3 separate regions of the Hordeum vulgare genome follow, and all the other regions are linked to region 2. A link is a contact called in public Hi-C data. All regions are on one chromosome and are shown on one strand. Each heading gives the region's core, a stretch centred on a gene start, on an enhancer-like site or on the middle of the called end of the contact. The rest is flanking DNA. Distances are from core to core; before and after follow the strand shown. Region 1 holds the start of LOC123395714. Region 2 holds the start of LOC123397542 (metal transporter Nramp6-like). Region 3 holds the start of LOC123394957.

Evidence for each region. A called contact is a pair of places that touch in the nucleus more often than the background predicts.
Region 1: a contact with region 2 is called in a Hi-C map of seedling, with 3 times the contacts expected there. The contact joins the promoter of LOC123395714 here to the promoter of LOC123397542 in region 2. A contact is called at or near these places in 2 of 6 Hi-C or Micro-C datasets (leaf and seedling).
Region 3: a contact with region 2 is called in a Hi-C map of seedling, with 4 times the contacts expected there. The contact joins the promoter of LOC123394957 here to the promoter of LOC123397542 in region 2. A contact is called at or near these places in 3 of 6 Hi-C or Micro-C datasets (leaf and seedling) and 1 of 1 datasets of contacts at active chromatin or transcription factors (embryo).

Annotation. Positions count from the first base shown.
Region 1 is chr5H:71,713,868-71,716,681 of MorexV3_pseudomolecules_assembly, reverse strand. LOC123395714 reads right to left here and starts at 1,514. Exons shown (of 3, transcript XM_045090742.1): 1 at 889-1,514; 2 at 1-241. The coding sequence starts at 1,293.
Region 2 is chr5H:71,239,747-71,242,446 of MorexV3_pseudomolecules_assembly, reverse strand. LOC123397542 (metal transporter Nramp6-like) reads right to left here and starts at 1,319. Exons shown (of 4, transcript XM_045092070.1): 1 at 586-1,319. The coding sequence starts at 1,232.
Region 3 is chr5H:70,873,323-70,876,022 of MorexV3_pseudomolecules_assembly, reverse strand. It overlaps LOC123394957, which reads left to right and starts at 1,281. Exons shown (of 6, transcript XM_045089862.1): 1 at 1,281-1,786; 2 at 2,184-2,389. The coding sequence starts at 1,577.

The sequences.
Region 1 (2,814 bases), core at 265-2,764, 470 kb before region 2:
TCCCACCAACAGCCAGCTCAATGTACCACATCTCCGGAGCCATCTGCCAGAGCACGAAGCGGCCAGGCTCAGCGCAGCGCGCCCCCATGCGGTTCCTCACGACACGGCCTGCGGTCTCGCACTCGGTGGCCACCATGCGCACCTTCCCCATGGCGTACGAGTTTCGGACTGAAGAGAGGAGCTTCTGCCCGCCGGAGGCAGCCAGATACTGCTGCAGAATGTACTGCGCCGACGAAGTCTCCTGCGTAGAGCGTAGAGCATATCAACACCTCGCTGGTGAACAGCTATAAAGGTATGGTAAAGAGCCATTTTTCACATCAAGCAGCTCATTCAGCTTTAAGTTTAATCTTTCTTCTTTACAGCAAAATACGCATTATCTGTTAAAGGGGCATGCTGTATCATACGGAGTACAAGGAAAGCCATTTTTTTTTTCCTTTTTAGAGTGGCAATATGTTCAGATGACAATTTTGTACTCCCTCCGTCCCAAAATAATTGTCTTAAGCTTAGTACAACTTTATACTAGAGCTAGTATAAAGTTGAGACAGTTATTTTGGGACGGAGGGAGTAGCAAATACAAGAACCCTTGCTGAACATATCACATCAACAACTCATTTCTATAAAGTGTTTCCCCTAACAAACCAACAAGTTTCTGGAACACATTCCAGAGAAAACGTCGAAAAACAGCCTCTCCAATTTAATAACTTGTATAAGAGAACAAAAAAGTACTACTACTAATTCCAGCCAAAAGGAGTCGGCCGTAGCAATCAATCAGTGAATCAAATCTTCTAATGGACGGAAAGATTTCTGCTCATGAGCGCGCCAGAGCGAACTCAATCTACAGCAAGAAGAAGCAAGCAGGCAGAGAAGGGAGCAACAGCGAGCGCTTACGATGGGGGTGTCCTTGATGCTGAGGTGCGGGAGCGGCTCGGCGGCGCAGACATGCACGGGCGCGAGCGCCGCGCCCATGACCCCGAGCAGCATCCTGAGGTCGTTCCGCCTGGCGGCGCCGGCGCCGGCCGCGGAGGCCACCGGCCCGGACGACGGCGCGCGGGCGAGCTGGCCCCGCACCCAGCGGCCCCACCCGTCTCTGCGCGCGCGCCCGGCGCCGGCCTCCTCCGGATCCGGGCCCTCCATGAGCGGCGCGAGGGCCTCCCCGCCACCGCCGCCCCCCGCGTACCGCAGCGCCGCCTTCGCCGCCGCCGCCTCCTCGGCCCTCCGCCGCGCCCGAGCCGGCGACAGCCCGCGGGCGACCTCCCCCCGCAGCGCCGAGAAGAAGCCCTGCTTCTTGTCCATGGCCGGTGGCAGGGATCTTGTCGCGATTAGCCGAGACCACGAGCGCCGAGAAGGCAGAGCCTCAGGCCAGTGTGTGTGTAGCTTGTGTTGGCGACAAAGAGAGTGGGGGAGTGGAGTGGGGTGCGAATATAAACGATGGCGAGGGGGCTGGGCCGGAAAAAAGGGTTGGGAGCAGACTGGAGGCGCGGCGCCGAGTGTGTGACCCCCCTGAGCGACTGAGACTGGACTGCGCGGGGCGGTTAACACAGTGGGCGGCTGACTAGGGTTACCGCCATGGTGAGCTTACCCTCCTATCCTCTCTGTGTACTGTGCTGTGTTGGGAGATGCTGAGAAAATCCTTATTTATGGGTGATATTTCAGGGATTTTCTTTCTAATAGTCCCTCTATGTTTAAATAGTTGTAGTTGAAACAAATTAGTCTATTTATCTCTAATCATAATTATTTAGATATGGAGGAAATATTTTTTAGTGATACATCCGGATTTCCTTTAGTGGATCAGATTTTATTTCGATGTTTTCTACTCCCTTCGTTTTGAAATGTAAGTATTTTTAAAGATGTCATTAGAAGATTACATATAAAACAAAATGAATGAATTTATATTTTAAAATATATCTATATATACATCTGTATCTAAAATATACTTACAGATGTGTAATGTGTTGTGTTGGGAGATGCTGAGAAAATCCTTATTTATGGATGATACTTCAGGGATTTTCTTTCTAATAGTTTTGAGTGATACATCAGGATTTTCCTTTAGCAGATCGGATTTTATTTTGATGTTTTCTATAATGTTGTTTGAAAGAGTCGCTCTGTGGGTTTTTTTCTTTTTAAGAATGCTGTTGCTTTGGTTTAATTGAATGCATGTAATGTAAGCTAGACCATTAGCGTGACACATGTGATAAATAATACAATCATTTTTCTTATATAAAGGGATTAGACCATTAACTTGTGCCATAAGTTGACCTTTTTCCTGCATGTTTATCTACATGCGTTGTCACGACAAACGTAAAGCCATAATAATTGCTTTCACGCGACAACTTCCTAGTTGTATGAGTCATATCTCTTTTCACACAAAAATAAAAGGAAATGTAATTCACAGTATTATAAGAGCATATTTTCTATTGTAAGCGCCTAATTCAGAAGATGTGCTTCGGTTCTCAATGTGCATCGTCATAGTGTGTACAAAGAGCTAGTGTCATATAAAGAGCTAGCGGATTACCTCTCAGGTTTCCTTTTTATACATAGAAAGTGATATAATATTGGATCCGCGTTTCCTTTTCCTCACATAGAAACAGCAAGCAATTGCCATTCTTTGCTCAATAAGATAAACACAGAAAAGATAAAACAAAGAAAGTAAAAAAAGCAAACCTTTCTTTTAATTTTTTTGCGGTGAGAAGAAAATGCCTCACCCACTACTACGAGCTGGCGAGGTGAGCGCATCCACTGGCACTGTCCATGTCTGACACATGGTCCCCACGCGAGCCCATGGCACGCCGTCATGGCGCGAAGCTTCGCAGGTTT
Region 2 (2,700 bases), core at 70-2,569:
TCGCAAGGGTTCAGAAAATTCCAGTTTCTGTAGTTGCTAAGCAGAAACGAATTAAAATTCAAGCTTTTAACTTCTAATTAAAATTTTGCTGATTCTTGTCAAGGAAGGTAAATGTCTGCAACCCTCGTATCTCATAGGGCAGAATGAATTAAAAGTAGGCCAAATGTACATCGTCACTTGTCACTTCACTGGTAGTACAACCTCAACAAAAAAGATCAAGCAATCCTGTAGCTGAGAATTAAAGCAAGCGTGCATCATGATTTACAACCAAATCTGCACCAAACCAACACCTAACCATGTTGGGTCCTCAAACTAACGTGACGCTACCATAAGCAGTGACAGTAAGCAAATAACTAACTGAGATCTAACACTAAAACCTCGCCCAAATGTCACTAGCAACGACTGGGACAAAAATCACTTTTCCAGTTTCTCATCTTTTGGTAAAATCCCTAGTGCTGATTAGACAAAGAGCAACTTATTTTGGAACTATTCTGTGATTCAGCACCTTGTCTACAATCAAATTAGTCCAATTGCAAAAAAAATATAAAAAAAATCAACAGCCAATGGGAGGAAGTCCAAACTCACCAATCCAAGGCGGTGATGACAACGCCGGCCCAGAGCGGCAGATACCCATTGCTAAGGATCTTGATGGCGATCGCGCTTCCAATGACCTCCTGGATGTCAGCGCCGACCATGGCGACCTCGGCCATGAGCCAGAGAGCGCGGCGCGCCCAGTCGGGGTACTCGTCGCGGCAGAGCTCGGCGAGGTGCCGGCCGGTGGCGACCCCGAGGCGCGCGGCGAGGAGCTGCACGAGGAGGCCCATGGCGGTGGCCCACATGAGCAGCCACAGCAGCGTGTCTCCGGCCGCGGCACCGGCCTGGAGGTCCCCCTCGAGGTTGCCCGGGTCCAAGAAGGCGATGCTCATCAGGAAGCCGGGGCCCGTGAAGAGCCAGAGCTTCCGCCACGAGAAGGGCGGCGAGCCCGAGGACGAGGCGAGCTGCGCCTCCAGGTCGGCGTCCGCGTCCGGGTCGTCCGAGATGGAGACGATGACCTTCTCGGACGCCTCGAACGCGCGCTCCTCGAGGTCCTCCTCCTCCTCGCGGCCGCTGCTGCTGCCGCCGTCGCCGTGGTCGCCCCCGGGCGCCGAGGCGGGAAGGAGGGCGAGCGCCTCATCGTCGGCTCGGGCCGCACCGGCGTCTCCCGCGGCGCCGGAGCCGGCGTGGGCGGACATCGAGATGCGTTTCTGTGCGAGTTTACGCCGCGACGGTGCGGCGATTTCGCGGGGCACGTGGTCGGCACGTGCCAGCCTCCCCAACCGGATGCTTCGTGACACCACTATCTCGACCTTTTTGGACCCTTTTATAGTAGTAGTAGTACGCTTATTAATCTTTCTCGGATCGATAGTGCAGCCTTCTGCTTAGTCCTACTCTCGTCGTGTCTATTTGGTTGTCCCTGAAAAAGATATACAGTATTATTTTGTTTTGTTTTGTGCCTGTGGAAATCGATGATAGGATTCTGTAATCAGCAGACAACTCAAAGCCTTTGGGCCATCCTGCACCACGATTTGGTATGATGTCCTGTTTTCGACATATAGGCTAGTTGATGATAGATCTATGCACACATGCTCCCTCCATCTCAATATGTCATTATCTCTTCCATCAAATGGTCTAGGCATGACTTGCTTTGCTCAGTCTTCTTCAACACCTTCACTTTATAAATACAACCAATCTACTTGTAAAAAAATAATCAAGAGTTATAAAAGGGCTATTGCTTCTGCCCATCTGTCATTAAAATTACCCTTAGAGTTGACGTAAATTATTCACTGTATCTTTCATAAATGAAAAAATGAGTTGATTTGCTACATGGGTTGTTTTCTTTAACTTGTATATACTGTTTGGCCCCTATTTAAACACAACCACACACTCGGTCCAATGGTCAAAGCCTTACGCCGCCACCTAGGAGACCTGAGCTCAACCCGAGACTCGTCCCTTTTTCACTCCCTTATTCAAATGCCCTTTTTTGTGACACCACTATCTCGACCTTTTTGGATCCTTTTATAGTAGCATGCTTATTAATCCTTCTGGATCGACAGTGCAGCCTTCTGCTAGTCCTATTCTCCTATTGTGGCCATGTTTATCAGAAATTTAGGATGTCCCTGGTATACCTTCTATTTTGTGTGAAAATGAGCTTTATTTTTATCGGTTATGAATGATAGGATTACAATCAGTAACCAACAAACAACTCTGAGCTTTTGGGTCAGCCTGCGATCACAATTTAGTACGATGCTTCGCTTTCGACATATAGGCTAGTCGATCCGTGACCTTATTCTAGAGATGATCAGTAATATAAAACATGCTCTATCTATCTCGTTTATAGCGTTGAATTTGATTTGCTCCATGGATGAAACATGGATTAGCAAGAACTTCTGCGTTGCTTCAACTTTAGCCGAGACATTATCATGCAAGGTATCATTTCGAACTTGCCAATTTCTTCATATGATCATTAGGACCCTCGTTCATTCCACATTCATAAGTGTGAGCAACAAGCCAAACAATCATTCATCACCGGTGTTTAGTATTGTCTTCTTTGTTGGGATCTTTCAAATCTCGCCCATGGTGTCCCAGACAACACTTGTCGTCGGGCAGGAAATGACCACATGGTAGTACACTTATTAATCCTTCTCGGATCGATAGTCTGCA
Region 3 (2,700 bases), core at 32-2,531, 370 kb after region 2:
TCTCTGATGAACTAGATCAAATTTGTCTCGAAGCTTGGGGGTGGAAAAAGGTTTTCTACTAAATCTGTGTATGAGCATTTAGAAAGTAATATTGCTGGTTGTGACTTTAGATGGATCTGGAGAGCAAAATTGCCTCTGAAGATCCAGATTTTCCTATGGCAACTGTTTCAGGATGCTATTCTCACGCGTGATGTGATGGAAAAAAGAAAGTGGAAAGGTAATCCTAGATGTTCATTTTGCTCGGAGAGGGAGACTTCGCAACATCTATGCTTTACTTGTCCTGTGGCTAGAGTGGCATGGAGAACTGTGGGTTGTATGCTTGGCACAAGCAAGGGCCCTAGTAATCTTTGACAGTTTTATGCTTGGTGCTATGCTTATATGCCTAATGGGGCTAGGTTTTATACTTGTGCTCTTGCTGCTATTTGTTGGGCATTGTGGAATTGCCGCAATCGTGCGACCTTTGAGAATAAGAAGCTGAGGTCTCCTTTTGATGTTATTTACTCTGCTTGTGGCTTCCTAATGTATTGGGCAGGGCTGTTGACGGGGGAGGACAAAGATGCAATGGAGCGAGGGGTGAAGATGCTGAAGAGCAATGCATCGACTTTGATGAGGATCTGTGTGGCTCCAGAGGAGGCTTGATGGTGGGTTTATCCTGTTTTGATGTTTGGTTCTGGTGAGTAGTTCAGGAGTTTGTGTGCCTCCCTGCGTGGAGTGGATTCAGGCGATGACCTGTGTTTCTTCTGGAGCTTCTTATACTATCTTGAATTGCTGTGTGCGATGAGTGGGTGTTCTTGGGTTTTCGCCCTACGGTAGGTTGCTCGATGACGAGTGCCTATGTGTGGGTTTTCCAAGAGTGCTTTGGACTCGCACCCCTTTTCTGGTTTTCCTTTTGGTTTGGATACTGTATTTCCGTTATGTCAAAGTAATGGAAAGGGGTTGTCCGGTTCAGAAAAAAGAGAAATTAACAAGGTTGTCACAAACGTCTTCGTAGTCGAAGAGAACACCTCCATCTGATTTTTCTGGGCTTGACATTAATATTTGTATTTTTTAAAATTTATTTTAGGTCTTTCGTCGATATGTCTTTAATGAAAGAAGACGTTTCCGTCGACTACAAAGACGTATATAACGACTTTATCAATGTTAACATAACGTGTCGACTGTGTCTTTTAAGGTGTTCATAGATATAGAGTGTACGAGTGTAGGCTTATAAGGTTGGCTGTATGCTCGGCCGACTTCTGTGTATAAAAGAACTCGGATCTGATTTTCGTTAGACGCAAGTCTGTGCGCCGCGGTACACGGGAACTTGGCCTGCTCTGCTGGCGGAGGTGCGCCAGTGGTAACTCAGTAGGCGACGCGGTGGGTGAAGGTGACGCGACGGTCCACGCGAGGCCATACGTGGGAAGGCCGGAGCGCGTCCACGCGTTACGCCCGGCCGGGCCCGCATGGCAAGCGAGACACGAGCTGGCGCTTATCCTGGGTCCAGCTAGGCGCCCGCACGAACCACCACCCACCAACCAAGCACCAGACCTCGCGAGACAATCAGAGGGGTCTCGCCGCCGGCGACGGCCGCCCGCACATGCCGATCTCCGCCGGCATCCGCGCGCCGCCGCAGGGGGCGGCCGTGCACGTCCCCGGGCGGCGGCTCCTCGGCGCCCCCGTTCCTCAACTGGCGGCGGGCGGCGGCGTCCGGCGCAGGAGGCTCGGGGTCGTGGTGGCTGCGGCCTCCTCCGCGGCGTCGCCCGACGAGCTCTACGCCCGCGGGAGGCATCTCCACGGGTTCCCCGAGGTGAGCGCGATGCCGATGCCGATGCCGATGCCCCTCCGTGGAGCGGGTGTCTGTCCGTAGTAGCGAAACGAAACTCTGCCCCTTTGTTTGAGCAAATACAAATTGCTATATACTATATTCATGTGTGCAACTCTACAATATAATAAATTATCAAAAAAAGATCTTGTAGATAGAAACTAAAATCATAAGCAGCATAGAATAGGTTACCTGTAGATTGAGGTGTCTCCAGACAGGCGTGAGGAGGTTATTTACCTCCCACTCACAAAGAACTAGATTCTTGTGAGCCTCCAGCCTTCCACTGGAAAAGGTTATCTGGAATAGGATTAGCATCTTTTAATCCTATCGAATCGATGTGCCGATACTGTTCATTATTATGACGCACTTGTACTGTGTGCAGAAATCTTCACTTTGGAACTTGATAAAAGATGTAGAACCTTTGGATCTAAGTGTAGTCCAGAGAGATGTTCCTCCTGAAACTGTGGATGCAATGAAGAGGACTGTTTCGGGCATGTTGGGCCTGCTTCCGTCTGATCAGTTCCGTGTTGTCGTGGAGGCCCTTTGGGATCCCTTCTTCAAGTTGGTGATATCTTCAATAAAGACAGGGTATGCTTTTCTCCTGAATCATACCATTCCTATAGATTATAGTTGAATTTGATTGTCTCTGGTCAAAAGAAGATGCATTTTGGCATGGCTACCTTTTGCAATTGTGTGCATATAGAAGTAGCAAATTACTTGATGTGGAATCTAGGTCAACCCGTTATGTGAGGTGGACTGGGAAAGTACGCCATTAATGGTAGGCTGGTAGCCTGCTCTTATTATCTTTGTGTAGGAAATCGAAATTCAACTGTCACTACTCACTGTAAAAAGGGCAATTATCAGAACAGTTTGCTGCACTTTGAGTCACACATGTCAAA